2 separate regions of the Mus musculus genome follow, and region 1 is linked to region 2. The links are chromatin contacts, called in public Hi-C maps. All regions are on one chromosome and are shown on one strand. Each heading gives the region's core, a stretch centred on a gene start, on an enhancer-like site or on the middle of the called end of the contact. The rest is flanking DNA. Distances are from core to core; before and after follow the strand shown.

What was found. A called contact is a pair of places that touch in the nucleus more often than the background predicts.
Region 1: a contact with region 2 is called in a Hi-C map of the G1E-ER4 cell line, with 2.3 times the contacts expected there. The contact joins the enhancer-like site here to the promoter of Amph in region 2. A contact is called at or near these places in 3 of 39 promoter capture datasets (embryonic stem cells and hippocampal neurons), 1 of 15 datasets of contacts at CTCF or cohesin (the G1E-ER4 cell line), 8 of 484 Hi-C or Micro-C datasets (the G1E-ER4 cell line, embryonic stem cells, nephron progenitors and 1 more), 10 of 115 datasets of contacts at active chromatin or transcription factors (astrocytes, embryonic forebrain, embryonic stem cells and 4 more) and 2 of 9 other capture datasets (embryonic stem cells and pancreatic islet).

The regions. Positions count from the first base shown.
Region 1 is chr13:19,136,798-19,140,411 of GRCm38.p6, reverse strand. It overlaps Amph (amphiphysin), which reads right to left. Exons shown (of 21, transcript NM_175007.2): 18 at 2,670-2,876; 19 at 980-1,240. Among named protein-coding and RNA genes, the nearest start is that of Gm31887, 55 kb to the left of the region's middle. Within about 2 kb of position 2,316, at least 59 of the 459 cell types and tissues checked have an H3K27ac peak or open chromatin away from gene starts, as enhancers often do. A contact at or near this core is called in the G1E-ER4 cell line and embryonic stem cells, where this site is marked.
Region 2 is chr13:18,946,510-18,949,758 of GRCm38.p6, reverse strand. Amph (amphiphysin) reads right to left here and starts at 1,408. Exons shown (of 21, transcript NM_175007.2): 1 at 1,258-1,408. The coding sequence starts at 1,326.

The sequences.
Region 1 (3,614 bases), core at 1,067-3,566, 190 kb before region 2:
CATACATTAATCCCTTTATTATACCCATGCCCTCCAGTACAAAGTAGCAGTTTCCTTCTAAAGAAGGGACAAAGAAAATAGATAAAGATATTCAATCCCATTCTTATGAACACAAATTTTATATACATTAAAAAGAAAAATAGGCATCCAGGCTCGGTGGTCTGTGCCCATCGCCCAGATGTCTGGGAGGCTAAAGCAGAAGGTCACGCGGTGAGGACCTGCCTATCAAAATGAGCAAGGCTCTGTCTCTAAATTTAAAAGTACAAAGGTTTGAAGCAAAGCAGCAGAGTGTTTGTTTGCTTAGCATGCGCAAGGCACTGACTTTGCTATCAGGACAGCAAAACAAAGAACCAACCAAGCAAAACAAGGGCTGTGTTTTGAAATACAGTATCAAGTTAAACAATGCTTACAATTTCTAATCAGCTTCTTCTTGGGACCTTATCTGCCACACCACTGGGCTGGCTGTAACTGGCATTTCTGGGCAATTACTATGGTTGTTTTATTGAGGGATAAGAAGGCTTTAGTCCCTGGCCAGGAAATCTTTCTTCCCAGGGATGGAGGCTTGCTTGCTTTTTTTCTCCCTTTTCACAGAAGGCCCATAGTGCCTTTAGACACTTGGTTTTGGACTATTTGTTGATCCCTCATTCTGCATTTGGACTGAATGACTTTGTGTCCTGCCTGGTTGACAACTCCTTACGAAACATACTGTGACTTGAAAGGCCTGGTCTGAGTCAGGCTAATCAGACACAGCTCTGAAGGAGGCATGGAAAAGTACTATCATAGATCTTGCTTGCCTAAAACACGGGCTTCGGGTCATTTTCCCAGGAAAAAATCAGGGTAAAGGGAAAGCAAATTTGAAAAAAAAAAATACACAAAACGACGACGAAGACAACAACAACAGAACCCACACACTGGAAAACCAGAACAAGGTGCAAAGAGAACTCAAATGACAATGACCCTGAAGTGACAATACAAAGACCTTGTAGAGAAAGCCAGGAGGCAGTTCCTGAGTGGCATCCCCTGCAGACAGCGAGGCATCCACAGCACCTGCAGATGCAGGCAGAGTTGCCTGAGAATCCAGAGGCGTGGGCTCTGTAGCCACTTCCTGCTTCTCACCCGCTGAGCCCTGGGCAGCCACATCCTCAGCGGCCTCCCTCGGTTCAGTACCCGTAGCAGTTTCTTGGTGTTCTCCTTCTCCTTCATGGTTGGAGGCTGGCTCAATGACAACAGAAGGGATGACCTGGTGGGTAGAGAAATGGACAGCGTCATGGCCTGGAAAATGATAGGTGTACTTGCTCCTAGGTCAGTGTCTTCTCCCAGCCACCCACTTTCTCTGTCCCACTAACCCACAGTTCCAAGCCCACTAAGTTTGCAGACTGTAGACCTACACCTTGTGTTTGTCCTGACTTTTTCACTGTCTCTCTTGAGTACTAAACAATTAGTGGGAATTCTATCTTGATCCTTGAGCAGACACACTCCTGGAAAATGGGAGGGTCCTACGAGGGTTTGCCATGGTTGTTCATGACCGCCCATGTGGCCTGGCACATACTGACTTTGATTGCTGCAGGGCAACAGGAGGAGACAGAACCACCTCTAACTTCCTGTGTGTGCTCATCTGTTTCCTTGAAAACTGGGATAAGCTTCTATAAGAGAGGCCCTCTAGGGAATCTGAGATGCTCTAATAATGATAAACATGAAGTAGTGATAATAGTAATTCAGAGACACTACTTATACTGAGTTCCCAGCAAAGGCTTTGTAGGGAGGGCAATCACTCAAATAGCTCTATCATTTTTATCACACTCCTCCTTCCCTTCTCCATTATGGGTTTTCTCATTGTGGTGGTCTGAATAAAAATGGCCCCCATGGACTCATAAAGAGTGGCATCATGTGATGTTTGGAGGAAATGTGTCACTATGGTGGGAGGTGGACTTAGAGGTTTCAGAAGCTCAAACCAGGCATAGCAGCACACTGTCTCTGCTGCCTGTGGACCCAGAAGTAGAACTCTCAGCTCCTTCCCCAGCACCTTGCACCAATGTCCGCATGGCACCACACTTCCCACGACAGCTGTAATGGACTAAACCTCGGAACTATAAGCCAGCCCCAATTAAATGCTTTCCTTTATAAGAGTAGCTGTGGTCATGGTGATTGTTCACAGCAATAGAAACCCAAAGACACTCCTCATCTGTGCCCTTCCCCCAGCCTTGAGTAGGCTAAACAAACCCACACATGTTTTACAACCAAGCTGCAGTCATCTGGCCTCACTGCATTTGCGATTTCCTACAGGGGGTGTGAGGAGTAGACCACCTGCTGAGCGGGTTTTGCAACTCAATCCAGCTGAAACAAAGGATGGGAGGGGAGGTCTGTGGGCTTTCCCTATATAAACACAGTGCGGAATCTTAAACTTTGAGCCTTGATCAGAACTTTGTCTTGGCTTACCCTGTCCGTTTTCATTTCCAGCCCCCCTTCCAGGTAACACAGTTCATCCACAGCCATGGATGGCTACACTCATCTATGCTTTATTCCCTCTATCATGACTGAAGCTTCTTTCTCCTTCCGTGTTTCGGCCACAGGTGTAGGAAGTCCATTCCACACACAGGCAGCTACTGCCCAGCCAAGTAGGAAAGACCCCTCTAAACAGTGCTCTTCTAAGTTCCTCAAGGAACCCTTACCTGAGGAGCACCCGCTTCGGGCTCCACTGGTTGAGGGCTCTCACTGATTGCAAGCTCCGTGCTTTCCCCGTCAATTTTGGCTCCCTCTGGACTTCCTCCTTCTCCAGCAGGGAGGGCTGCCTTCTCTGCCTCTGCTTCCTCCACCGGGGCACCCTCAGTTGGCACTGCAGTTTCCACAGTCTCGCCAGTATCAGTTGCGGGAGGGATCTGTAAGGTAGAGGGAAGTCACTATGCCTGTGTCTCCACAACCTTCACGAGGCCTCAGGCCCACTCCATCATTCTTCCTTAACTGCTAAAGCCCTAGCACTGAGCTGCTTTGCCATAAACAAAATTCCAGGAGTCGGGCAGCAGAAACTGCTTATTCAGAGCACACTCTTCCTCAGAGCATCCAATGATATGGATTCAGTGTCCCTTGGTTTTCCCTGCAGCCACGTATGGTGGATGGCATTGAAACAGGTGACATTGAAAGTATAACAACGTAAAAACAGAATTCTAGGCCTTTAGGCCCAGGCTTGGGAATGTGGCCTTTGTAAAGGTATGCTAATCATAAAAGAGATAGCGACATTCCTCCACCCACCCGCTTCCTGGGTTCAAAGAGTGCTCATTCAAAGAAAGTCACCCTGGCCATTACCAGAACCTGCAATGCAAATGTGCTATTGTTAGAGGCTCTTAGAAGCTGTCTTGAGAGTTAACAATTACCAGGTATTCCTTGTGACTCTTGTAACTTTACACTTCCTTGTGACTCTTAACTGGTATCTTTGGTATCTTCCAACAACGCCCTCCCCACTTCCTTGAGTTTCTGGTTTCTTCCTTTAAATACCCCCTTACCCAGCTACTCGGGGCGCCACGGTCCTCTACCCCTGCGTGGTGTATGACCATGGGCCCGAGAGCGCTCTTGAATAAAAATCCTCTTGCAATTTGCAGCAAGACCCGTTTCTTGTGGGT
Region 2 (3,249 bases), core at 159-2,658:
CCTTTGGGGCAGCTCAGAGTGGGGGTAGGTCGAACTTCTAAGGAGGGTAAGTGCTGTCAGAGTGAGGAATAAGGACAATCTGATTTCCAGAAGGAGAAGAAAACACCAGACATCCTCATCCCAGGGACAGAAATTAATGCCATACGAAGCAAATACAGCTCAATTTACCACTAGCCCAGGTTCACTTTCAAATACAAGGTTCAAGCTCCAGTACAAACGTCCTTTGCTTGGGACGAACGAAGACTTCATAGGAGGGTCAGATATAGTAATCAGGGACACTAGGAAGCCCAGTGCCTGTAAAATGCAGAGAGAGAGAGAGAGAGAGAGAGAGAGAGAGAGAGAGAGAGAGAGAGAGAGAGAGAGAGAGAGAGAGAGACTGAGACTCGACTATCCAGAGCTGGGCTAGCTATGGATAACATTCCTCCGGAAGAGACATAAATTACAATACCTAATTTACAAACACTGCGACCTCAGCGCCTCTGATAGGAGTAGGTTTTGCTGCTTCTCAAGCAGAGAAATAAGCATTTTGTGCAGAGATGTGCAGAGAACTCTGAGGTCGAGGTTGTTTGTTTTTGACCTTCCAGAGGGCATTGGCTTCAAAAACCAACACGGATACTTAGGGAGAAATGAGCATTCTCTGGAGCTCCAGTTCACCACTGTGCTAAGGTGTTGGTTGTTTATTATACATCCCATTGGTCCATGCACATCTGGGGTGTCTTCTTTGCTTAAGTCGTTCGTTTCGACCGACTTCACTCAAATAGCCACAACACCCCCACCCAAGAAGAGATGCGACAATCTCCCTCCCGGATCTGCGGTCGTGGACGCCTGAGCTGCTTGCGGGAGAGCTTGAGCTCAGGAGGTGCGGGCGCGGAGAGATGGAGGCGCCCAGGGACGTGGACCGCTCCGGGTGCAGCCAGAGAGCAACTGCACCTGCCACCCCTGGTCCCGGGAGGCGTGCCCAGGAGAGTGGCCACCCTGGGCGGGCTCTGGGAGTCTATAGCACTCAGTGCCTGGAGGGTCAGGGGTCTGCGGGTTCCCGGCGAACCCACTGCGGGGCCGAGCCCACGCTGCCTGAATGGATCCTGCCTGGCTGCAATCGTTGAGAGCAGAGACAGGGGAGTCCTCCACCCGGCGCTTGCTCGGGCTCCGCAGCGCGCCGCACCTGAACCCGCGGCCCTGCAGCGCAAGGCCAGCACTGCCATCGGCTCCCGCACCTCCTCGAGTCACCTGCCCCGCATCCCGCTGCCCTCTGCTGACCTTTTCCTGCGCGCGGTTGAGGCGCTTTTGCACGTTTTTGGCGAAGATGCCCGTCTTGATGTCGGCCATGGCTGCTGCGGTCCGCAGAGCTGGAAGAGCAGAGCGCGCAGCGAGCCGGCGGCGGCACCGAGGAGCCCAGGAAGAGAAGGAGGAGGAGCGGGGGGAGGAGCAGCTGAAGCGTGAGGAGCAGAGGAGGCAACGGATGAGGGAGGGGCGCGGCGACAGGACCGGTTTAAAGAGATAGAGCGGATGTGCGGCCACTAGGGGTGACAACGCCACTAGTGAGATGCATGGAAAGAGAAGTCAAAGGCCAAGTGTCCACCGTGATGGAGGAGGTGGTCAAGAAGTGATAAAGATGGAAGACGTTCCTCAATCCCAGGGCCTTGAGGCAGCTAGGGGTGAGAGAGGGCAGGGCTAACAGGACGTTTTCAGGGAGGAAGGTCGGAAGACTCTGATTCTGTCTCCCCAGTTAAAGAACAGGAGGAGGTGGGGAGGAGTCTGTAAGGCTCTAAATCACCAAATGACTGCCCCGTCAAAACACCTTGAGTGGAGAAGGAACGAGTCCATCCACCCTCCAGAGGCTCAAACCTGTGGGGGATGGGGAAGTTAGGAGAGGATGAGGCTGGAAAGTCCCTGCAGGGCAACTTGCCAGAGAGAAAGAGTAAAGAGATCACTGTGAGGCTTGCCAGTGGGAAAGGCCATGTTCAGAAGGGTCAGCTTCTACACACAAGTGCTGCACTTTGCCAGCTCTCAGACACTGTGGCACAACAGTTTTCCCAAGAAATGAGACCAGCAGTCCCTTTGTCGTTCTTTGAGACAAAACTCTATGTGATCTTGCTGACTAAGCCAACTGTCGCAAGCAAGAAAGGTAGAGACAAGACCTGAAGTGAGTATAACAAGTCACAGTTTTATTGTGTTGAGAGTCAACATACAAAGCTCACACTCTAAACTGCTAACTATGGTCTTAAGCCTATCTCTCCATGGTTGCTCATCTGTGCCACCAACCTTAGCTAAAGGACAGGTCCACTCTCTAACAGTAGTCTCTGGTTCAACCGGGGGCCGACTCTCCAGCCACATGACAGATCAAGGTCTGTCTTGATGTGCAAAGCAGAGCCTTGCTCTTGGTTTCTGCTTATATTCCATCCACTGGGCACCATCTAGGCCTGTGCCAGGTTCTCTTGAGTGAGTGATGTCACTGGGTTCTGGTTATCAGGTACAGCCTTGGGTATAGTGGAGTTCTTGACTAAGCTATTTTTCCATGCCTAGAAGATTTTTTTTTCCCTATGCTCATTACAATGGCTGTCCTGAAACTTGCTATGTAAACCAGGCTGGTCTCAAACTCATACAGATCTGCCTTCCTCTGCAGATCTGTGGGATTAAAGGTGGCCCCTTTTGACAGTCTTAACAGAAAGATGTGGTCCTCTGTGCACCTGGCAAAGACAAGGCGGCAAAGGAGCTCCAGAAGCCTTTGACAATGGGCAGAGTCTTCATTCTCAGGTTCATTCAGGGTTCCATGAGTAGAGGAAGAGAGGTGGCATCTGACAATCACAAGTCAGAGGTTGAGCAGGCACCAAAACAGGGGAATATCCTGCTCCCCTTCTAAAGTTACTTGGGTGTTCCCTTCGCCCAAACCAGTCCCTAGTATCACTCTTCTGTGAGCTATTGTTCCAGTGACTTGGGTATGGAATGATGCTGTTGCTACTTGACTGCATAAGATGTGATGTAAGCCCAGTGTGCCAGCTGGAGGGCTCAGCTTTGGCAAGCTAGGCAGACTTCATACTCTGTACAACCCTCTAGAGCCAAGGAGGAAACTCAACTGCCCTGATATTAAAATTAAATAAAAACAAACTAGCAATGGCTATGGAGAGGTCACGTGCAAAGGGAAATGTTTTGAGTGCATTGGAGAGGGAAATACGAATGTCCCAATTATTCAACCACCTTTCTGGCTGAATACACACACACACACACACACACTACCAAGCCCTGCAGAAG